2 separate regions of the Zea mays genome follow, and region 1 is linked to region 2. Evidence: chromatin contacts called from public Hi-C data. All regions are on one chromosome and are shown on one strand. The core of a region is the stretch at or near the end of the contact, and the rest is flanking DNA. Distances in the headings are between cores, read along the strand shown.

Region 1 (3,951 bases), core at 787-3,286, 260 kb before region 2:
GGTACCTCAGATAAATCTTCCTGTTCCATTTCAATATCATCAATAGGTTCTGCATCAGGGTCATCACAGGTTACCGGATCCTCCACATCAGGCCCAGCAATCATCTCAGTATCATTTTCTGAAACAACATCATGAGTCCCCAACTCCAAACTTGTTGGGCTTGTCTGAGCAGCACTGTAGTAGAAACCAACAGCGTAATCTGCATCTACTTCTGCAGCAGCAGCAGTAACATTGGCAGCCAAGTGCGGACCAAGGACAGGTCGTTCTTGGTAAGATGCAATAGCCTCCCAGTAGGACGTGACGAAGTCCAACGAACTGCTAGACCATTGCTTCAGCCTAGCAGCCAACTCCACAGGATGCAATTCTTGAACTGAAAGTAAGACTGACACCTTTGACATGGAGGTGTTCAGCATGACCGGATAACCCGGCGGCGGTGGAACACAGACAAACGCTGCAGCCATCAACAGAACCAGAGCAAGAGGGGCAAGCAGGAACCTCACTGGTGACCTCTTCTTCTTGGGACGAGCTCGCGCGGGGCTCACTGCACGTTCCCGCTCAGGTATCAAGACGCCACCAGCTCGCGGAGACTCCTTCGGCTCCGGTGTCAGGACCCGAGCTAGTGGCGAATCCAGCGCGGGCTGCGGCAGCAGGAGGCGATCCAGGGCCGGAGCAGTAGACTGAGCTCTGGCCTCCGGTGGAGGGGCCATAGCCGAGGTCTCCTCCTCCGAGGAGTCATCTGGCTGCCCTTCTCCGGATACTTCCTCCTCCGTGGTGGTCGCAGTGTCGACCTCCTCGCTGCTGCTCTGGGAAGCGAACATGTCCTCGAGCCCCCGCACGCTCCCGCCGCCATGACGGTAAATCTCGAGGCGGCGGTTGGGCTGGTAGCGGAGGTACCGAGGCCTCGGGGAGAGGTAGTTCGTCTTGGGATCGTACGGGGCTGCCACGACCTCCGCGTCCGCCAAAGCCACGTCGTGGTGGCTCTCGGAGACGGCGGGATTCTCAACCATCACGGCGGCCTCGTCACCTCCGAACGACGGGGCGCCGCGCGAAACGACAGGCCCAGCCGCGGAAGGAAGGGCAGAGGCGCCGTCCAGTGAGAGCCGCAGACGCCTCGGCACGCCCAGAGCCTCTTCTGGCAGCAGCGGATGCGCAGCCCTGGGCTTACTGCTGTGCGCAAGGTCCACTGGCGACGAAGGGACGGCATCGTTGTTGCGCTCGCCGAATACCTTCTTTCTTGGCGTGAAAGCCGGCGCGACGGCCTTGGAGGAGGCCGAGATAGTGGGCGCCATGAAGCTTTTGGCGCCGCCGCCGCCGCCGCCGCTGGAGCGCACCTTGTGCGTCCTCGCGCTCGCGGCCGGCGCCGCGTCGCGCGGGTCGTTCTCCTTCTCCGCGCCCCAGGTCCGCGGCGAGGCGCGGCCGCTGTTCTTGCAGACGGAGGAGCTCCTCTGCGGCGAATCTGCGAAGTGAATCGCCGAAAAAATATGTAAGGAATCGGCAGACCAAGATTTCTTGAAAAACGGACGTCCAAATCCAAAAGTAAGAATAAGAGATCGAGACACGGAGCTTTATGGGATACGAGAGAAATCGGCAGATCGCGTGGGGACAAGGGAAGTAATCCGGCGATAAAGAGGAAATAAGCCACGAGCCGCGGCAACGGAAGGAAGACGCCTTACCGAGTGGGGACACGGCGGGCCTGAAGGGGCTGGAATCAGCGCTCCTCCTGAGGCCGCAGCACGGCCTCGGCGACGGGCCCGGGGACGAGGATCTGACCGCCGCAATCGACATCCGGCTGGCGGCTGCGTTCGATTTGTGAAGGAAGCGTGATGAGCTGTGTGGACTCGCAACCGGAACTGCAGACGGCGGAGATTTTGGGCGAGGAGAGCTGAGTGAGGAGAGGGGATGGGATGGGCGTATGGCGGATCTGTTTCCCGATGTGTAACGGCTAGCTGGCTCTTTATACTGTTGTGTGTGTGTCTATCCGTCCGTCCTTGTGACCGTTGGGGATTTGTGTCCATGGACGCGCGCCGCTTCTGCTCTGTGCTCTCACTCGCCCGTTAGATGCCCAGCTGCCAGGTGGGCCAGGCGCAGACGCTCAAGCAGTCGACCGTTGCGGCGCTGCCACAGTGCCACTTGCCTGCAGGCCGTAAATACACGCTGGAGAAGAAGATCACGGGAAGATAATCATATTGGCTCCCATTTTTGTTACCAAGTATTAATAAAAGGGAATATATTATGTACAAACTAATTTACTAATATAAACTTTGTAAACAAGACATGAAGTTGGAGGGGATTGATATTTTTTCAAAATATCAATAGACGATAGGAGGGCCATTCTTAAAATATATATTTTTAAAAAGAGCTCATCACCCCATTCTTGTGTCTAGTTAACCAATTTATTAGTGTGAATCGTGCAAACAAGACACGCGATGAAACTAGAGCAACCTTTTTTAAAAAAATGGCACCAAATGTCTAATCCACACACAAACATGACCATACTATACATCACATCACCAGATATCATGCATGCCTGTCACCAGGAGTAAGGTCGCTTTAAGGTATATATGCTCAAGCAATTTCTACTATGCAATCTATCACAAGAATATTGAAGAAAGTAAAACACTATCAATTTATTATAGGCGTGTTTGCCATAACTCTTGCTCCACTAAGGAAGAACTCTACTCCAAAACTCTAGTTGGAGCAGCGTTGCTCTAAAGTTTCGATTGCTTTCTCATAATTCATGCCTAGGTTGCTTTTTAGAGTTTTTAGAGCAGCAAAAAGAGGTACTCCAAAAAATTGTACTGCAGTTCCGAAAACTCCATAGAGTTTACAACTCCGGAGTTAGGGTGTTTGGCCGACCCTGGTCAGCTCCTCCTTGGAGTTTTGCTCTGGAGCTATACCAAACACGCGCTATATGTCTAATGAGATTCTATGAAGTTGGGTGGGACGTGGGCACGTGGCGCTTTCATTTAGGTCATAGTCCAAATCAATGTATTCAAGGTCATCTTCATCCTATGAGGTCATTTTTTGGGGCTATTGCACGTGCAACCAATATCATAATAAGCTATAAATTATCACAAAAACCAAATATACCGGAAAAATACAAATGCACTAACATTGCTGTGAAATTATACCTTATCATATTTTCATAGCAAAGACACCATGGTAGCAAAGGTGCCCATAGAAGCATTGCTTGAGCAGCAGGAAGTGACCCCTAACACTGTAGAGTATGTCTACCAGATCATGACATTATGAGCTCAATACATAAGAATTTTTATAGAGGATTAGACCGCAGAGTGCGTAACACCATTCGTTCTCTTACTTATGGTGGATTGTTGTATAAAGGTGTGTACAAGATTGCATATCCCAAGCCAAGAGAAGTGTAGACTACGGTAAGCTAAACTAACTCCTATTATCGTCATGGGCATATTGCTTTCAAGTCTCTTCGCTTCAATTTGGTCATGTGAACCTTAATTTAATGTTACTACCCTTTTATAGTCCAAAAAAGTAGGTGTTACATGAATACACACATGTGGCATTGGCATATCAAATACCCAACTGTTTATGTCGTGCCATGGACTTATACGTGTTCCGATGCAATGATGTGAGAGCACCTAGAGGGGGGGTGAATAGGTGATCCTGTAAAACTTAAACTCTAATGCCACAAAACTTGATTAGGAGATAGCACAATTAAGCCAAGTGGCTAGAGAAGAGAGCTTGCACAACACGATAACCACAAAGAGATCAACACAGAGATGGCACAGTGGTTTATCCCGTGGTTTGGTCAAGTCCAACACTTGCCTACTCCACGTTGTGGCGTCCCAACGGACGAGGGTTGCAATCAACCCCTTTCAAGCGGTCCAAAGACCCACTTGAATACCACGGTGTTTTGCTTTCACTTTACTATATCCCACTTGCGAGGAATCTCCACAACTTGGAGCCTCTCGCCCTTAC
Region 2 (4,224 bases), core at 735-3,234:
TAAAAACTTCGTCGGGTTGGTCAAATTAAGATGAACACTAGACATTCTTAATACTATTTTGACAGTAACTACCGTGTGAAGTAGAACGATTGTATACACCCAACTCGGATCCTCTGTCTTTCCCGCCCTAAAAGATGTGTAGTGTAAGGCCGTCTGCAACAGTCTACTCATAGTTTAACTAAAGAGGACATATCTGGTGCACATGGTGCACATATTAAATCAGCACAATCCATCACCATCCATCTTAGATCTAATGTATCTGGTTGATTATTGCAATTTATAAATATCACCTTCCACCACTACATCCCTCCACGTCGGAGGGTGTCCTTAGCAAAATATACCAGACAACTAGAAACGTTAGATTTAAAATGAGTGATGCTGATTTAATATGTGCACCATGTGCACTAAACTTCCATGTGGATCAGATATGTTCTCTTAACTAAAACACTGTTTTTGCATTGTAGACTGAATTGTTTGCAGAATGGAGTTCGAATATGAGTATGTGGATGGATAAGCTGCTGGAGATAGTTTAAGTCCCAGTTGTGATTCTAATCGGTAGGGACAGGTTGTGCAATCGATTAGGAGGAAAAGCAAATAGATCTTATGACCCCCATGGTGTTTTTAGATAGTAGCGGCAAACAAGCTGAGCGATTATACCAACAACGACCTCATGGTTCCAATCTAGTAGGTGTATCGTCTATATACAAATCATCTAGACCAAAAAAAACTGTGCATGACCAAGCTCCAATACCACTATAGAAAAATATTTACGCAACACACTAATATATCGATCATGTTCACCCAAGATGATATACGACTAGATGATCATGAATCGTTACCACTAGACAGATAGTGCAACGGGAGAGTGTGTCGATGTAGTAAAAGTAGTTGTACGTCCTCACACACAAGCAACAACATCATTTCACCCATGCTCTTCAAGTTTGTTGTCGATCAACGCCGTAACAGTAATAGTGTCTCAACGACATCCACGCGGGTGGAGATGAAACAATGTGATGCCATCACAATGAGAGAAACGATGACGACGACGACGTCTTGGATGCCCATGGCCCTTGGGAGAGAGGTGGTGGCGACAATCAAATGATTCTCTCTAGCATATAGATCCTTGCTAATGGCTTCCCCCCCACCCCCAAAATCATTAATGTTCTCATATATTACGATTGTCTCTTGAACCTATATTCAACACACAGTTATTGCCTCCTTATGAAACGAAATTGCTCGGTAAAAAATGATCCAAGTTGGTATTAATTATATCTTGCAACTGTAATACACCACACCTTTTCCTTAAGCTTATGAGGAGAGTACATGACATATGAGTTCGTTCACACCAATGGCGATGAAAGAAAACACTGGTACCTTTGGTTGTAGATTTGATATTCTCCTTTAGGCTGACCATAGTCAACAACTGCACACGATACCCTTTAGGATCGAGTTGTGTGTGCAGATGCAGCGATATACTTTACATAGTACTCTAAATTTAGAGTGGGCAAGAGAAACCTTCATTTGTAGAGTATATACTCTCATACTTCACTGTGCTCTTATGTTAGGTGAGGAGATGGGCAGTGGGGCCAGCGGTAAGAGTGTTTGATATATGTATTGATAAAAAATGTGATATTTTTAATTGGGTTAAGATATAGAGTGATTATGGATGTGTGAGTTTGGTTACTGTATTTTAAAATGTTGATGAGAAGGATAGAATATTATTTTTAGAGTAGGAATTTAGAATATAATAAGTGCAGATAGCCTTAACAACTCACTGCTACACCATCGGTGGTACTCGCTGACAACTCACTGGCATAAACCAAATATTGTACAGCATTGTATTGAGCTAAAAAAACTCTCGGAACTCATGCAAAGACAAAAGAATGGATGAAAGGACCGGAGATATTTAAGCCGCCCAGCGCCCACCCACACCCCTGCCTCCCAGGCTCCCACTAGAAAAGCACACCCACCTTCTCTCTCTTCACCAGCCTGTCCCCAACAATGCACACCAACATCCACTCTCTCGTCAGGCTCCTCTCCCCCAAAAATGAGCGCTGAGTTCTGCGCTGCTGCCGGTGTCGTGGCCATGGAGCTCGGAGTCGGAGATGTGCTGGGGCTGCAGCAAGGCATCGCAATCACCGCGCCATCGCCCAGGGACAGCGACCTGGGTCTTCTCAAGCGAGCAGGCCTCACCCAGGCTGCGGCTGCTGCCCCCTACCCCTCCCCCTTCCTTGACGAGGAGAAGATGCTCAGGTTCTCCAAGGCGGCTCACACATTGCACTCAGGTTTGGATGCCTCCTCAGTCCTCATCAACACATCTTCCCTCATGCATCTTCATTCTTCCTTCCCAGTTCCCATCCATACGGAGATATCACGCCGCATGTGCATGTTCTTGGATGGATATGTTCTCTGCAAAACATGTTAGACAGGGGTAGTAAGACGGTCTCTAGCGGTAGTGTAAAATAGGGACGCGAAATTTAAAATAGGGGATGAGACAGAGTATCCTCTCTCCTAATCACCATTCTCATCTCCTATGCCAAACTTCAATCTACAAATATTGTTTAACAGTGTCACGCACAGTTCTACGTTTAAACGATTCACCGCGGCCAGTCTCTGTACACTGAGAATGGCCTAATAATATTCAAAAAGAAAAGCAAAAGTCAAAAGGAGAACAGCGGTGCAGCGTTCATTGAACTTGATGAGCGCTCATGAGTGCTACCTTATATGGAGGGGCCTAGCCTAGCAGCAATAGGGATTTGCAAAGCACTAGAGCTCTCCCTGGGTCCTGGGGTCTGGGCCCTGGGCCCCTCCCTCACCGCCAAGGCTGCCTGTAAACATTTCATCTGCTTTTTTTTTTACCTTCACACTTTTGTCTCTGGAGATAAGGTTGCTGTTTGCTTCAGCATTTCAGATTTGGTCAGACTAAAATATTCTCCTTGTTTCACCGTCATCTAGGCTTGGATTTTGGAGGCCCAGGTGAGCAGGCTTTCCTGCTGTCCAGGACCAAGATGCCATTTACTCCCTCGCAGTGGATGGAGCTGGAGCACCAGGCTCTGATATACAAGTACCTCAATGCAAAGGCCCCCCCATACCTTCCAGCCTGCTCATTTCAATCAGCAAGAGCTTCAGATCATCCAATAGAGGTACTGAACCAGAAAACTAAGGTTTTCTACTTCAAAACTACTGGCACTTGCAACCAACCAAGATAGAAGAGAAATATTACTTTGCAAAGGTGCAGCGTTACATGGTAAACAAAAAATGCTGGCAGTGGCAGCTCTGTAGTATTTGAAACTGCAACTCATTAGGTTCAATGTATGAATGCCATGGAATTTCAAAGATATTACACCAAAAAGGAACCACCATTTTGTACCTAAACACTCGTATGCCATAAAGGATAACCACAGTAATGCTTTGAATATAGATGCCAGAGCTTGACAGACTTCTCTAACGCAGTGAGCTGGAGGCCTCTGTATCAAGGCTACACAAATGCAGACTCTGACCCAGAACCTGGGAGATGCCGACGAACGGATGGAAAGAAGTGGCGGTGCTCCAAGGAAGCAATGGCTGATCACAAGTACTGTGAGCGGCACATCAACAGAAACCGTCACCGTTCAAGAAAGCCTGTGGAAAATCAACCTAAGAAGACCACCAAGGAGGTGCCTGCTGCTGCTGGCTCATTGCCATGTGCTGGGCCACAAGGTAGCTTGAAGAAGGCAAAAGTTAATGACTCCAAGCCAGGCACTGTCAGCTATTGGGCAGATAGTTTAAACAGGTAAATACTATATTCTTACACCAGAGTCATCTCCTTATATAAGGCACCCTATTTTAGCATGATATCTGAATAATAAAATCCCAATTTAATACTTGTGCATCCTATTAAGAGCATGCATCCTGGAATAATGTTAGTATGTTGAGGTTCTAGTTAATATTAATTTTTATTTTAGTTGCCACTTAGCAGTCATAATAATTCCCATTCCACAACCTTGTACTCATTTTCAGGACAATGTTGAGCAGAGAGAAAGCAAACAAACCGACGGAAGATAGCTCTTTGCTGCTTACTTCTACGAACAGCCAACCCACCTTGTCCCTGCTCTCTCAGCTGAAGCAGCAAAACAAACCAGATAAGTTAGGCCCCACACTGGAAAATGAGTCAAACCCAGACACAATATTGAAAGCCTGGGGTGGCAACCAGCCTAGCCACAAGAGCATTTCCTCTACAGAGCG

Evidence for each region. Hi-C and Micro-C count contacts between places; a contact is called where the count stands out from the background.
Region 1: a Hi-C map of tassel shows a contact between it and region 2, with 2.3 times the contacts expected there. The contact joins the promoter of LOC103625998 here to the promoter of LOC100101540 in region 2. A contact is called at or near these places in 2 of 25 Hi-C or Micro-C datasets (ear and tassel).

The regions. Positions count from the first base shown.
Region 1 is chr5:14,597,574-14,601,524 of Zm-B73-REFERENCE-NAM-5.0, reverse strand. It overlaps LOC103625998, which reads right to left and starts at 2,036. Exons shown (of 3, transcript XM_008646387.4): 1 at 1,674-2,036; 2 at 1-1,456. The coding sequence starts at 1,785.
Region 2 is chr5:14,336,967-14,341,190 of Zm-B73-REFERENCE-NAM-5.0, reverse strand. LOC100101540 reads left to right here and starts at 1,984. Exons shown (of 5, transcript NM_001367392.1): 1 at 1,984-2,285; 2 at 2,956-3,086; 3 at 3,089-3,143; 4 at 3,454-3,772; 5 at 4,000-4,224. The coding sequence starts at 2,048. LOC103625992 (a long non-coding RNA gene) reads right to left here. Exons shown (of 2, transcript XR_552652.4): 2 at 1,772-4,224.